2 separate regions of the Anser cygnoides genome follow, and region 2 is linked to region 1. The links are chromatin contacts, called in public Hi-C maps. All regions are on one chromosome and are shown on one strand. The core of a region is the stretch at or near the end of the contact, and the rest is flanking DNA. Distances in the headings are between cores, read along the strand shown. Region 1 holds the start of PLXNA4 (plexin A4). Region 2 overlaps PLXNA4 (plexin A4).

What was found. Hi-C and Micro-C count contacts between places; a contact is called where the count stands out from the background.
Region 2: a contact with region 1 is called in a Hi-C map of liver, with 6 times the contacts expected there. The contact joins the enhancer-like site here to the promoter of PLXNA4 in region 1. A contact is called at or near these places in 2 of 7 Hi-C or Micro-C datasets (both in liver).

Annotation. Positions count from the first base shown.
Region 1 is chr1:2,832,843-2,836,888 of Taihu_goose_T2T_genome, reverse strand. It overlaps PLXNA4 (plexin A4), which reads right to left and starts at 1,888. Exons shown (of 32, transcript XM_067001227.1): 1 at 1,637-1,888.
Region 2 is chr1:2,868,007-2,872,052 of Taihu_goose_T2T_genome, reverse strand. All of the region lies in intron 2 of PLXNA4 (plexin A4), which reads right to left. Among named protein-coding and RNA genes, the nearest start is that of PLXNA4, 35 kb to the right of the region's middle. Within about 2 kb of position 1,647, at least 2 of the 3 cell types and tissues checked have open chromatin away from gene starts, as enhancers often do. A contact at or near this core is called in liver, where this site is marked.

The DNA of each region.
Region 1 (4,046 bases), core at 639-3,138:
AAACAAGAGCCAGGTGAAACGGAGGACAGATAAAGAAAATAAGTTAGCACGCCTTATGCCTTCCGAAATATTTGTGCAGGGCTGGTGCACGCTCAAGATAAGTCCCCAGCAGGCTGCAAGCAGTCGCATCGGCTGCAAAAATCCCCTGACACCGTCACTGTTCCCCTGCAGTAAAAGCATCCTGGGGGTCCCGGTGCAAACCTCCCTCCCAGCATCGCTCTCCCCCCTGACCCGATCATCCTCCCATACCCAAAACCTCACATCCCAGGCGCCGGAGGGAAGCCGCGGAAGACCCAGGTGCGTTTCCAGCCAGCTCCGTGGCACGGCTGCCGCTGGCTGCCCGGCGGCGAGGCTGCAGGGCGAAGCGGAGCCAGACGCGGGGTGGAAGTTGAAGGGAGAGGAGCGCGGCCACACGCTTCCCACCTGGTCCCTTCTGCCAAGGAGAGTCGTGCCGGTCCTACACCCGAATCCAGCAAGGCGAGGGCTGCGTCCCTTTGCCAGAGCGGGGAGCAGATGGGGCTCCAGCAGGCAGGTTTCCTCTGGGCTGGGGATGCAGCAGCCACATGCAGCCACTCCAAACCCAAACAGCGCTCAGCCCTGCTGGGGCTGAGCAAGTGGGTTTGTTTATCTGGGAGGAACTCATCTGCTGCCGGAGTATTATATTTCCACCGAAACCATGTGCGGCTCGGTGTTTAGATCACTTCTCCCTGTCTGCATAATTTAGGGGCATATGTCTGATAAACGCGGAGCATCAATAGGCAGGTTTCGGTTGCAGCACACACACACACACACACACGGAGGGAGGGAGGGAGGGAGGTTTTTACAGCGCTGACTCCGCAGCCGGGATTTCGGCAGCCCAACTCCCCGGCACCTTGCGGGAAGGGGAACGGCGGGGATCCCCCCCCTTCCCAACACGGTGTTCCCCGATGGGGGTGGCCCCTCTGTCCCCCCGTCCGTCGGTCAGCCTTTTTTTGGGGGAGGCCGATCCTCCCCGAGAAAAGGGCTCTGCCTCCAGCCCCGTCCAGCTGCAACCTCGTCGGGAGAAGGAAAAGTTTGCGAATGCCTCCAGCCCGGGGGAGGCACTGGGGCACCGAGGGAGGGGAATAACCCCCCCGGGGGGGGGTTGAGGTGGCCGGGGAGGGGGTGGTTAGGGACAGGTTGCAGCGCTGAAGCCGCTTCCTCGGGGGAGAAAAGTTGAGCTTTGTGCCTGGGGAAAAAAAGCCACCGGGGACCAAAATATCTGGGTTTTGGGAAGGGGGGGGGGGGGGGGGGGGCACGCGAACAACGCTTCCACCACCCCCCCCTCGATGGGGATGTGGAGGGTGGGGGACACGGGGGCTCCCCGCTGCCACCCCCCACGAGCATCCTCCCGAGCTGCGAGCAGCGGAGGGGCCGTGCCCGAGCCCCCCCGGCTCTGCGGGTCCCTGCCCGACAGCCCCGACCCCCTCCCCACGACCCGGGGGGGTGGAAAAAAGCACCGGGGGGGGGGGGGGGGAACACACTCCTCCTGGGAGCCTTGCCCAGGTGTGCAGGGCAGGTACCGCTGCAGCCCCGCAAGCCCTCCGGGGCATCCTCCGGGGCATCCTCCCTCCGCTCCCCGCTTCCCGAGCAGGGCGAGGGGGGGGGGGTTCCTTACCTGGGAAAGCTCCTGGCTTGCTTTGGGTGGGTTTATTATTATTATTTTTTAAATATATATATATATATTTTTTTTTCCTCTCCTTTCCCCCCACTTCAGTCTTCAGAGCAGGCGCCGCATTGACACTGCAGATGGTCTGTGTGTGTGTGTGTGTGTGTGCGTGTGCGTGTGTCTCTCTCTCTCTCTCTCCAATCCCAAATACTCCACGGAGGCGGAACGCGGAGAGCCCCTCTCCCTGCACTGGGCAAACCGCGTCTGGCTCGCCCAGAGGGGTGGGGGGGGGGGGAGTGGGGGGGGGGGGGGGGGGGAGAAGAAAAAAACGCAGCTCCACTTCTCACTCCCCCCCCACCCCCCCCCACCCCCCCCCCTCCTTCCCCAAATCAACCCCCTCCCACCTTCCCCCGGCCCTTCCTTCCCTTCCTTCCCCCCCCCTCCCCAGCCTCTAAATCGAGCACGGAGGGGGGGACCCAGGAGCCGAGCGGGGGATGCGCTCCGGGGCCATGCCCGGCTCCGCGGCCGCCTCCTGCCCGCCGGGGAGGGCTCGCACTGCGGCTGTCTCGCCAGCCCTTCCTCCCCAGCCAGCCCTTCCTCCTCGCCAATGGTGGCTGCCGAGCGGGCTTTGACACCCAGGCTCTTTTGCAAACACGCACACACCCCTCTTTTCCCACTCCCCCCCAAAAAAAGGAAATACTCGGAGAGGTGTGGGAGCACCAGCCCAGCACGCCCGGGAGGGATAATAATAATAATTATTATTAAAAAATAAATAAAAGCGGGAATAAAAATCCTCTTACGTTTCTCTTTTTTTTTTTTTCTTTTTTTTTTTTTTTCAGAGAGTGGCCAGTTGCTCCTCCTTTCCCCAAGCCCACCCACCTCTGTGAGAGGGGAGAAAGCGGAGGGGGCGAAGGTTGTCGCCGGAGGGGGACCCGAAGCTGCTTTTCCTCGTCCCGGAGTTTGCAGGGGATGGGGACGGGGACGGGGACGGGGACGGGGACGGGGACGGGGACGGGGACGGGGACAGGAGCGGGGCCGCCGCCTCCGAGCGCGCCCGGGGGCTGCGAGCGCCGCCGCCGCTCTCCCACGGCAGCAACTCGGGCTGCTCTGCCTCGATTCCTGCCGGTGCCTTCCCTCGCTCCCTACTCACTACTGACACCTAGGATCTCCGAGCCTGATTGGGCTAATTGGGAAATGTCTCTGCCCAAAAAGAGAAAAAAAAAAAAAAAGAGAGAAAGAGAAAGAAAAAAAATAATCTCAAGGAATAATCAAACGCGTCTTGCTGGCTCCTCCATCCCCAGAAAAACCCTTCCCGGCATCTCGGCTCTGGTTGGCATCCTCATCTCTCCTCCTTCCCCACCCCGTGCCCCGCTGCTCTCCTCCGGCTAGGACAAAACGAGGAGGGGAGCCCCGCAGAGCGGGCGTGGGGGGGCTCGGAGGAAGATCAATCCCGCAGCTTGGGTGAGCAGTAATCCTAGAGAGCGGCTGCAGGCTGCTCTGCTCTCCGGGTCTTCTCTTAATTCCTGGCAGCAGTAGGAATAATAGTATTTTTTTTATTTTTTTTTTATTTTTTTTTGAAGGCTGTTAGTGCATAGTGATGGAGTTTTGTGTCCAGCCGGCTGCTGCCCTGGCTGCCCCACGGAGTAGACCCTGGGTTCCCCTCCAGCCAAAAGCAGAGCAGAGCAGCTTTTGGGAAGGGAAGAGATGCTCAGGGGGTGTTGGCAGTTGGGAGCCCAGACACTGTGATGATGGGCAGCAAAGAGGGCGAGCAAAGAGGGATCCAAATGGGAAACCCTCCTCTGCTTGTAGGGCTGTTGGCCATGCTCACATCAACACAGGGAGGGGAAAATCCTAGGGGTGCTCCTGCTGCTCCCCCAAACCCTATGCATGATGGAGGCATCCAGCGGGGTACAGGGCTGGGTGGTGAAGGGGGTCCCGGTGCTTGCAGCCAGCAGCTCCGTGCTCGGAGGCAGGGCTTGCCCCTCGGAGGTGCATTGTACAGCACCAAGCACAGCAGGGCTCCCCCTCTTCCCCGTGGCTTCTGCCATTCACAGAAAGCAAGGATTAATCCAAGCTTTGTATTTTTAATTATCTCAAATTTATGCCACAAAACACGGGGGCCGGGGGCTGCCTATTTGCATCCTCCGAGATATTTATTTTTAAACAATGTCATGTTTTCCTTAAAACAAGTTTTATCTCCCTGGCGCGTGCCTGTGTGCGCGTGTGTGTTTTGCCTGAGCTCTGGTTTACATTTCCTGATGGATGGATGGGGATTCAGAGCCCTTTTTTTAAGGTGGTGCATAAAATGTATTTATTATTCTTTATCTCCTGCCTCTCGCAAGAAGTCATTTGTTTTCATTCAGAGAAATGAATGCTATGTGAAGCCTGAAGAGTAATAACACAGCAAAATGACAACGGA
Region 2 (4,046 bases), core at 398-2,897, 35 kb before region 1:
AACAACATGTATCTGTTGTTGCTCTTCAGCATGGGGAAATTGCTGGGTTGGGTACAAGAGACCCCGGCTTGCTCACTAAATAATGGAGAGTCGAAGGCTGCGCATCTGTATCAGGGAGAACCGCCTTGTTTCTGGTCCTATAATCTGATGGAAAATGAGTGTAAATAAGCCCGGTTATCAATTTAAACAAAAAAATACATCGCGCAGGCACTGGAAAAGAAAAATCTCCCACTTGCTGCCTCTATCTGTGCAGATCTGGGGAGCTGAGGAATTCAGAGCACTTGTGTCAGCCGCGTACAAATTCACTCAAGCCATTAACTTCCAAATCTTTTTTTGCAGCTGAAAGCAGGCCTGTGCAGCCGATGGCCCTCTGAAGCAGGGACACCGTGACAATTACAGCCCTGTGTTTCTTGGCGCGGGATCCCGACCAATAGCCCTGACCCACTGATGAGTGCTGGGTCATTCCCTCATTAGGAGCAGCACATTTTTATTATTCCCTTCTGCACGCTCCCTTGCTCTGCCTCTCCCACTCCCTGTCTGTGGCTGAATATGCGCCTGGCTAATATTGCTTGTTTACAGGATAAATCAGCTGAACAAATCCCATTATATCTTGGACCAGTGACAATGACGGGGTAATGACATTGAAACAGGGAAAATACGATGTTGTTCCTACTGATCTAATGTCACCCACATGCTCTATCAGCTATGCCAGCTCCAATACTGCATGGAGGAAACAGAGGTCTCTCTGTCTGTCCGCAGCATTACCACTTACATATCTGGATATCCTGTGCTTCAAATACTTCTGTAACTACTCTAAGTATTATCTCCACAAAACCTGCACCATAAAGCAGAAATCACTTGGGCTGAAACGGTGTCTTGTTCCTAAATTTAAGCAACTGGGTGCTGGTGGCACAGGGCAGGGTTTAGGTCTTATGGATTTCATGGCTATTTTATAAAGCACATACACGTGACAGCCGCAGAGCCAGAACAGCTTTTGTTACTCAGCTCCACATCCCCAGGGTCTCAGTCCCAGAGGTCTCTAAGTTGAAACCTCGCTGAAAGCTCTGGGACCCCGTGTCTTCGCTGGATGCTCGTAATGATACAACGTCACACACATACAAACGTCACTGTGCACACTCAGGTGGGATCAATGCGAGAGCATTTGCTACCTCCGGGAGAAAGATGCAACAAAGGTTTGCACTTCAGCGAGCAAAGTGAGGCCATGCTCTTCCGCTTCCTAACATTTATCTGTGCAAAGGACTAGAGCTGAAGAGACGGATGGTTCATAGGTAGATGTGAGCATGACACTCAGCTCCATCCCGAATTAGAGCGTGTCTATCCAGCCAGGTCTGTCGGCCCTGCAAACACCGTGTTTGCTCCCAAAGTTGTTTTTACGTTACCCAGAGTCTGCCTATGCCACTGTAGCACGGCCATGCAGATGCCAGGCTGGGAGCATCTCAGGCAGAAATATGGTCAGAGGAGACCTGGACATCTCTCTGTAGGGACAACACTCTTTCCTGTCCCCATCATCATATCTTGTCCCCATGTTCATAGTGGCTACTCCCAGCATCCGTATTAATGCTGCCTGATGTAATGGGAACCCGTGCTTCTGTGCAATTCAGGTAAACAGGGAAACACAGTTATTTCTGGGGCAAAAATAATGCCCTATGCTATGTGTGTGCTGGAATATAAAATAAATGCAGACATGTGCATCGGACTGTTCGCAGAGGCTAAACATCTTCACTGATTCCCCAAGTACGAAGACAGACCCTGCACTGTTTTTCACCCTGACAACTCCACTCACATCAGGCAAGTGAGAAGGGGTCTGTGCAGGATTTGGGCTGTAAAGCAACGCTGAATCCAGCATACCCGTGACCCCCTCCTCAACAGAATGGTTATTGTACAAACCCCAGCTGCCCCCAGTCCGGAGGTGCTTTAAATAGCATCAGGCTCATGCAGGGAGACGCAGTCACTTTGCTTCTGGCTTTTTCAGGATTCTTCTGAGTTTTGCTTGATCCTTTTTTTTTTTTTTTTCCTTCCCAAATGTTGCATAAGCATTCCCCTTGGCCTGGGAGGCAATCTCCTGGTGAGGCAATATGAGGTCAGGTTTGTGAAATAGCTGATCACCCGGCATGGAAGCAAACGCGAGGAGATCATATGGAGCCCTCTGAAAACGCGAGGCTGAGCCACGTGTGACCGCAGGGCTCGACCACAGAAGAAAACAGCCCGGGTCGCTGGCAGGGGAAGCAGCAAAGATCGGTTCCCAGAAATAAATGCAATCGTCCGTGCGGCGAGGAGCACAAAGCAGACGGCCCAGGCGGCGATGTGGAAGCTGGCACCTCGCTCTCCTGCAGAAGCATCTACCTGGAGGCCAGCGGGAGCAGGGAAGGATGCTGAGAGATGCTGAGAGATGCTGAGAGATGCTGAGAGATGCTGAGCCACAGAGGCACAGCCGGCGCGGTCCGGAGATGGGACTGATGGCGGGGGGAGGGAGCCGAGCCTGAAATATCTCAGACGCAACAGCGAGTCAGCAGCCTTGGGCCCTGCTCTGTCTTCAATGAACATTTTGTATGAGCAGGGTCAAGCAGACGCGAGGAGCCAGGAGGGAACAGCACAGCGCGCACGGGTTTGGCACCCAGCCACTTAAAGGCAGAGGGTTTCCTCTTATGTTTGGGAAGGAAGTAGATGGCTTCTTGGAAGCTTTTTTCAGGGCTTGATTTTTTTTTATTCCAGCACAAACAATATGCATTTTGGAAGGAGAGGCTGCGGGGCGGGGGTGTGATAACAAGGCAATTAATGACAGCCAGTGTTATTTCTGATCTGGAGGTATCCTTTCAAGGACAGGTGTTTAATACCAAGGACCACACTTAATGCCTTAAATGCAATCATCCTCTCTGTGCAATTAGAGCCTGGTTTACAGCCCTTAAGTGCAAGCTTCAGTTTATGTAGGTGCTTAAGAGTTTTTGTTTTTCTCTCCCCTAGGGCCTCTGAAGCCATTTCTCCTGCCTGGAGTGCAGAGCACTCTGCAGAGACAGGTAAGTGTCCTTATCCCCACTGGCAGAAAGCAGAGAGGTGGCACTTGGGAGGAAGGACTGCAGCCAAGGAAAAAGTGAAGATGAACCCATGCGGTGTATGAGAAGCCCCTGAAAATGAGTTTTCGTCAGGTTAGTTTATGCATGTCCAACTAAATGCTGGTTGTGGGCTTTTAAGGATATCCAGAGGTCAGGATGTCGCCAGCAGCTACATCCAGGCTGAACTGGAATGTGGATGCTGGAAAAGTCCCGGTGCTCACCCTGAGCTACCCAGCTGCAGGTACATACACCGACTGGAAAACCATGAGGGTTTCACTCCTGCAACTCCATTTTGTCTCAGCCATCGTGTCCCTGGCAGACCACGAACGCTGCTGGGCTTGCTCGTCAATGAATTAGCACTAATTAATGAGCCTGCCTGGTCACATCACAGTGGAAGAGGTGGGGAGACTTTCCTAATTCCAGTTACAGAGGGGCCAGGACCTTGCTCAGAGCGGTGGAGATTTGAACTCGGTTGCTCTCCATTAGCCTGAGGAGCATGGCCTCAGACATCTCTGGTCACTTCCACCACTGACAATAATCACGAGAAATACCAGCCACATCCCTGGAGAGAGCTCCCCGCTCTGCTTTCGCCTGAGCTGCCTCACGTAGCAAGATAATATGACATTTCTCTCTATTAAAGTGTCTTTCACCCCAGAGCACAGCCAGCTTTGTAGGAGAGACAACAGTCAGGCCATGAAGGGATGGAGAAAGGGGAAGGAGGAAGGTTCGTGGGGGAGATGTCCAAATCACAGAGCTCAGCTGCAGAAATCCTAAGCCAGCACCCTGCCCCTTGTCCAAGTTACATCCCAAATAAAACCCTCCATCCATTCCGGCTCCCAGCGTTGGCAGAGGACGCTGGTCTTCCCTTATCGAAGTGCTGGACCCAGCAAGTCCCTCCAGCACACGCTGCACACACACGCTGCCATCCAACACAAACTGATGTGACCAATTATACAAATAGAGAGCTGGCAGGCA